2 separate regions of the Pan troglodytes genome follow, and region 2 is linked to region 1. The links are chromatin contacts, called in public Hi-C maps. All regions are on one chromosome and are shown on one strand. The core of a region is the stretch at or near the end of the contact, and the rest is flanking DNA. Distances in the headings are between cores, read along the strand shown.

What was found. Hi-C and Micro-C count contacts between places; a contact is called where the count stands out from the background.
Region 2: a Hi-C map of stem cell-derived neural progenitor cells shows a contact between it and region 1, with 7 times the contacts expected there. The contact joins the promoter of CAPG here to the promoter of MAT2A in region 1. A contact is called at or near these places in 5 of 7 Hi-C or Micro-C datasets (blood, induced pluripotent stem cells, a lymphoblastoid cell line and 1 more), 1 of 1 datasets of contacts at active chromatin or transcription factors (stem cell-derived excitatory neurons) and 1 of 1 other capture datasets (stem cell-derived neural stem cells).

What each region holds. Positions count from the first base shown.
Region 1 is chr12:37,213,935-37,217,324 of NHGRI_mPanTro3-v2.0_pri, forward strand. It overlaps MAT2A (methionine adenosyltransferase 2A), which reads right to left and starts at 1,717. Exons shown (of 9, transcript XM_001167501.8): 1 at 655-1,717. The coding sequence starts at 745.
Region 2 is chr12:37,327,362-37,330,751 of NHGRI_mPanTro3-v2.0_pri, forward strand. CAPG (capping actin protein, gelsolin like) reads left to right here and starts at 1,617. Exons shown (of 10, transcript XM_054678563.2): 1 at 1,617-1,937.

The sequences.
Region 1 (3,390 bases), core at 467-2,966:
CATGCGCTATATTTAGTCAGAGGCCGTCACCTTGGAGGCAAGGCCATATCCGCCGAAGGGCATGTGCGTATTCTCCAGTGTGTAGTCAAGACCTAACCACTGAGGCAGTGGAGCCAGACGACGTCCCAAGGCATAGGCCCCCCACCCCTCAAACTGAGGGCCAGGACAGCCGGGGAGGCCCACGGCTCCCCCTCGCCCAGACACCACATGCGGCAAACACGTGGTCGCCGCTGCAATGCGGGGCGCGCGCTCCCGAGGGCCGGACGCGAGCACGCGGGGCGGGTCGCCCACTCCAGGTTTGTCAGACGGCAGGGCCGGGAGGGGTTAACAGTGCCCTCCCTTCCCGGCCAGAACTCACTAGCGACCACAGCCCCCGCCCTTCACGTTTTCTGGAACCTTCCGCATGCCTAGGCGCGCGACCGAATGGAAAGGGAGGGGGGGAAGGGAAGGGTGGAGAGGGGAGGGGGAAGAGGAGCGGCGGCCACGCGCCAGGCCCTGGCGGCGCCACGAGGAAAGCGCGCGGTCGCCGCTCTTCCCATCACCCGGCGGACGAGGACGACCCGCGCGGGCCCCACCACCGGCCGGCCGCAACCAGCCGGACCTTGGCGCTGCCTTCTGCCCCGCCCCACGCTTCGCTTCAGGCCGTCCCCTCACCTGGGTGGCCTTCCCCGACCGACTCTGAGGTGAAAAGGAACGTGCCCTCCTCGATGAACGCCTCGTGGAAGCCGTTGAGCTGTCCGTTCATGTTGGTGTCGGTGTGCGGAAGTGGCCTTACGAAGGAGCAGCGGCGAGGCGGCAGCGGCTGCGAAATGCGCAAGCTGCGGACAGCGTCCTACTCGTAGCAGGCGGGCGGCGCGGAGCGAACGAAGCGGCGGGCGGTGCGGCCCGGTATTTATAGAGCAGCGCCCGCGCGCGCCCGGCTCGGGCCCCGCCCCTCGGCGCCGCGCGCCAATGCAGCACTTGCGCGGGGGTCGGAGGAGGAAGGGCAGCTCGCTCCGCGGAGTCCGGGCTGAACCACACTGCGCGGCCGCGGGAGGTGCCGTGGCAATCCAGCCCTCCAGAGACCGTTCAGCTATCTTGAGCCGCTAGAGCTAGGGGAAAAATGCAGACGCGAGGAGACGGGGGGGTTTGCTCTTCCTTGTTTCATGTGGGAGAAAAAGCGACTGGGGCTTGCTGGACCCGCTCCCCTGTGCGGTGACATGGCACCTCCCTTCCGACCGTTGGCCGGGATAGCTTTCCCGGAGGTCGCGTCCCCCAGCGGAGGCGGCGGGAATCGCGGAGGTTTTGTGCTGCGGCTGGGGTCTTTCTGGCCGTCCCGCCTCTAGATGCCGGGTGGCAGGGAGCCGGTGGCGGTCGGCCATGTGAAGGTGGCCATCTTGGCCGGCCAGCGAGGGCTCCTCACGGCCTTCCTTCGGCCTCCCTGCCCGGCTTGTTGCCGGCCCCGGGATATCTGAGGGGCGCAGGCCCACCTTCTAGTCGTTTCCTGGTGAATGGCTCTGCTGAAGATGGCCGGAAAGCAGATTAATGAGGGTGCTGCCATCGATTTAAACAATCGCTCTCCTGCCCGCTTCCCTGCGCTAAAGTTTCTGAGGGATCCTCACCCTTCGTGGTTCGTGGACTTAAAGTGGAGGCAGCGCTCCAGCCTTTCCCTCCAGAGAGAAAGGAGGCCGCTCCCAAGTCCGTCCTTGCCCCGTGGCCTTCCTGTTCCTTTGAAAGGGGGGGGAGGGGAATCGATGTTTCAATCCTCTGGTCAGGAGAATATGGAACGAACATTTCTTTTTTGGTGGGTGGGGGCTATTCGTTCCCTTGAATGTGCTTAAGCAGATCTCTTGACGGCGTGGAATGGGCTGTTTCATGAAGCTTTCACTTTAAAATGTCCACCTGCGTTTGTCCCAGTTTTGCCCAATAAAGGAATTACAGGGAAAAAGAGCGAAACAAAACTTGAACCAGCAAGGAGTATGGAGTCCCGTTTGGAGGGAGCCCGCCTTGGGGGCGGGGGTCTCTGCAGCTTGTTCTGGGGCTGGGCCTCGGTGCAGGTCTGGTCGGGCTGGTGGCCTGGTGGCCCTGAGCGGGGCGCGTGACAAGAACGCCGGGTTTAATGAGGTTCTCAGGGAACGGCCTGCTCCTAGCATGGGATGTACTTTACGCTGGGGAGGTGAAGGAGAGACCCCTAGTAACAGTCTCCAGCTGTCTACTGCTGGAGGCAGTAGAACAAGGTGCATTCCCAAGAACAATCCTCTCCGCCGGTGCAGGAGGAAAGGTGGGATTTGCTAAAGGCTCAGTGGGAAACAAAGGAAGCACTTGGGCTGTGCTGGGGGCATCGACAAAGAAGATAAAGGGCTCCTCCCCAGACTCAGTGACCACATCCACGGTCGCTCAAAGCAGGCAGCAAGAAAAGGTTCGACCACAAAAGAGACAATAGGTGATGATATTTTTATTCGTTGCTTTTTACTTTTCAAGCTAACCCTTCATGGGAAAGTAACTGTATAAGACTATTAAAATTTTTTGTTATTTTTTAAAGCAGAATGCCAATTTATTAACTTACAATGTGTAATAAAATTGTCAACTGGAACAAAATGCGTGTGTAGGCTGGTCAGTGCATTATCTCCCAGCAGAAAAATCTATATGGGAAGCCAGAATATAACTGGAAGGTTATTTTATTAGAGAGTCAGAACAAGGAGCGTAAAGTCAATGATTGGCTCATTAAATCCTGATACCCCTGTGCTACCAACTCCACAGTGGGGCTAGGCCTGCCAAGGAGATGAGATTTAGCTGTACATAGTTGCTTACCTACTTCTCTCACTTGTGAATAGTGTGTAGGTGTAATACAGTAAGAGTAGGGGTTTGGAGTCACGACCTCTCTATGCATCAGTATCCTCGTTCTGTAAAATTGGAATATTAATAGTACATCATAGGATTGTTTCAAGGATTGAAATAGTGCAAGTAGAGTCTTTAGCACAGTATCTAGTACATAATTTGTTTTAATGTAAGCTGTAAAAAAGTTAACTATATTTCCTGTGAATTACTTTTCAGTGGCTTTCAATTGCTGTCGGGATACGGACTAAAATCTCTACATACTCAAGGCCCCAGTGTGATTTGGCTGCTACTTCTGCAACCTTATCTTGTGCCACACTCTCCTTTCTGTGTTCTACTTGAACTTGTTTTTTAGTAGCAGTTAATTTTATTAATTTCATAGTATCAAAACAAAGGAGGACACATTTTCATTTATTTTATATTATTCGTATTGTCCCTTCCTCCCTTCCACAAATATTTATGAGCACATCTGTGAGTCAGACCCAGGAGCAAATGCTATAACAATCCTGGTCTCTGCCCACTCGGCGCTCTAAATGTGGGGAGATGCCTGGCTAACTCCTTATCCTTCTCACTCCA
Region 2 (3,390 bases), core at 367-2,866, 110 kb after region 1:
GCTGAAAACCTTTTTCCCCAGCGCAGATGGATCACCAAGGACTCCCTCACACTCACTTTCTCTGGTTCTCTGGATACCTCTGGCGGACCTTCCCCACCCCACTGGGTCCTTTCCTCTATTTGCCTTCCTTAGCGGGAGCGGCCGGCGTCTGTTCCTCCCCTACCCTCTCCCTCCTCCACCAAATGTAACATGGCCCTGCTTAGGCTTCCTTCTTCAGCACAGAGCCTGGGAGCCAAGCTTCTCCTGTTCCCAGCTGGTCTTCTACCCTCCCCGTTAGGAGAGACTGGACACAGTGGCTCCCCGACGTCTCCCACCCCACCTCTTTCCTTGATGGGCCTGGAGGGCCCTGAGATCACCCTCCCTCCCTTTTACCAACAGAAAAGCCGAGGCCAGAGAAGAATGGATGCTGGCCAAGGCCATATGATGTACACAGAGCCAAAGCCACAGTCCCCTCACCCCGTCCCGGGCCAGTGTGGGGACCTAAGCAGTCGTTCCACGTGAGAGGGCGACCCCTGCTGGTGAGGAGGGGCATGGCAGCCTGTCGCTCATTTCCTGGGCCCGGAGGCTGACGGTGGAAGGGGCGTGGCCTGGAGGACCACCGACCCAGGCTTTAGTTATCAGGAAGGTAAATGAAGGCAAGGCCCGCAGAGCGAAAGAACGTGGGAAGTTAGGACAAGTTTTGCTGGGCTTTGCCCTTCCTTAGCCACATTCCCTGTAATGACCTAACAACACTGCTCTGTGACTTTAACTGCACCCTGCTGATTGCTGGTTGGATCTTCAGGGAGCAGGAATGGGCATTAAACAGCTTTTGGCATACTGCATGTCCCAAGGGTCATTACTGACTTGAAGGTCTGGTGCTAAGCCCTGGAATGCAGAAGCTCACATTCTGATAATATGATTTCTAATAATAAGAGAATGGGCTCAGTCCAGGCATAGTGGCTCATGCCTGTAATCCCAGCACTTTGGGAGGCCAAGGTGGGCTGATCACCTGAGGTCAGGAGTTCAAGACCAGCCTGGCCAACATGGTGAAACCCCGTCTCTACTAAAAATACGAAAATTAGCCAGGCGTGGTAGTGTGCACCTGTAATCCCATAATCCCAGCTACTGAGGCTGAGGCAGGCTGAGGCAGGAGAACCGCTTAAGCCCGGGAGGCAGAGGTTGCAGTGGACGGAGATTGCGCCACTGCACTCCAGCCTGGGAGACAGAGCGAGACTCCGTCTCAGGAAACAAACAAACAAACAAACAAAAAAAACAGAACGGGCTCTTATTAAAGAGTCCAGGGACTGAGTCAATAGCTGTCTCCAAGTTTCTATGGTACCTATCTCTCCTCTCTAGGGGCAAAAGGGCTACTCAACAAAAGACTGATTGTTTTAACAGAAACACTCAGAAAACCAAACCTTTGAGAACTTCCCAGGCAGAAATAGGCATGCTTAGAGACCACGCGACCAGTTAATATGAACCCCACATCTGCTATCAAGAGAATCTGGGCAATCTACTTTGAATATCCCTTTTGGAGCGGTTTCTAGGTGTTTAGAGATCAAATGAAATATTTCTAGGAAGTAGCTCACCTCGAACTAACCACACAAGAATGAAATCTCACTGACTTACAAGGTCATGGCTAAACCTTCATTGACTAGGTATTTTCCTCCTTCCTTGATGATCCAGGATGTAGCAGTATATGCCCAGATCAGGAAGTGTAAAAGCTGAAAATGGAGTTGGAGACAGAAAGTCCAATGTGTTGCTGGCCACTGTGGTGTCACTGCTCCCGATACAGGTGTAACCTGAGTCTCCCGCTTGGGAGCCAGAAATCAGCTGAGAAGAGGCCTCTGGAAAGAGGCTGTCCTGGCCCAGAAGGGTGGATGAAGTAGGGCCTCAGCACAGCTCATCCTACCGAGCAGGCCGGACCCTGAGTTCCTGGCTTGCACTGAAGGGTCTGGGTAAGTCCCTTCTGTAGCGCCTCAGAAGCTCCTTGGGCAACCTGGGAAGTTAGGACAAGAGTTCTGACATTTGACCCTGAGGTGTGAGGAGAGTGCTTTGAGAGAGAGGATGCTGAATGCGAGTGCCCTGGTTATTACCTCCTGGCAGCCTCCTAACCTCACCTTGACTCTGCCATGTAAAATTGATGCCTGGGCGCAGGGCGCCGACGATGGTCAGATACCGCGGCCTGAACACCCTGGGACCTACATCCCTGACTTGGAGGACCCAGGCCTTCCCTGGGCTTCACCATGAGTCCTGCAGGCCACACAGGGACCCTAACAGACCTAGTCCAGTCTCAGGGTCTGGGCTGCTCCTCCTTCCAGGAATGGGAGTTTGCTCTAGGCGATGGAGGAAGGGTTCAGGAGGCCACTCTGCGTGCTTAGCAGGCTGTGGGCCCAACCCCCCACGCACCATCTTCATCTCCCACGGCCCCAACCTCGTAGGGAGGGCAGGGCGGGGCTCAGGTTCGCAGAGAAGGAGGGCTCGGACCAGCGACTCCAGGGCAGAGGGGCGCGTGCAGGGGTGGGGGGCTGGGTTTGCGAGGAGAGAAGGCCATCTCTTCCCCAGCAGGGGAGCCCCCACCTAGCCACCGGGATCCCACCCTGGCTGGCGCAATCTTTGCGTCCGGATGAGCACCCAAGGCCCCGCCCAACGGCCCGCTGCCTGCCGGGATTTGTAGTTTGTAGGGGAGGGGCCAAAACGCGCGTGTGTGTGCGTGTGTGACTGTGTGTTTGTGAGACTGTGTGTGTAAGTGTGTCCGGGGGTCTGTTGTGGTGCTCCCGTCCCCGAGGGCCCTCGGACCTGGGCTCAGCAAAGGTACCACAGGCCGCAGCTTCCGAGACCCCGCCCCGCGGCCCACTGCCTGCTGGGATTTGTAGTTCGTAGGGGTCTAGGGCCCAGGCTGGGGCCGGGTTGGGGCCTTACACGCGGCCTGGCGTGTGGCTGTCCTGCGTCCTCGTTTTTCTCGTGAGCCCTGGATCTGGACAGTGGGCCCGGCGCGAGGCCCGCAACTCCGGCTGGGCTCCCGGTGGCACTTTCTGCCGACCTTGAGATGTACCCGCCACGCCTGCGGGACTGACCGCTAGGTGGGCAAACCGAGGCACAAAGAGGGGCGCGCTCTGGCCGGAGTCGGCCCTCTTGTGAGAATTTGGGCTGGGAGACCCAGCCCAGGCCTGGCAGGCAAGGCTGGGCCAGGCGAGGGTCCTGGGCCCTTTCGGTGTAAGAGTGTGCAAAATAATGAACAGGCCTGCCCAGGACTGGCTCTGCACATTAGCGCTAGTTACCTTACAGGCTGGACTGATCAGATTTTTATTTGGCACCACTACAGAGGGGAGCCCAGGGAGGGAGGAAGTCTCTCGTGACCAAGAAAACCTATGGTCCACCCTGGCCTACAACTCTGCTTTAACGACAAAA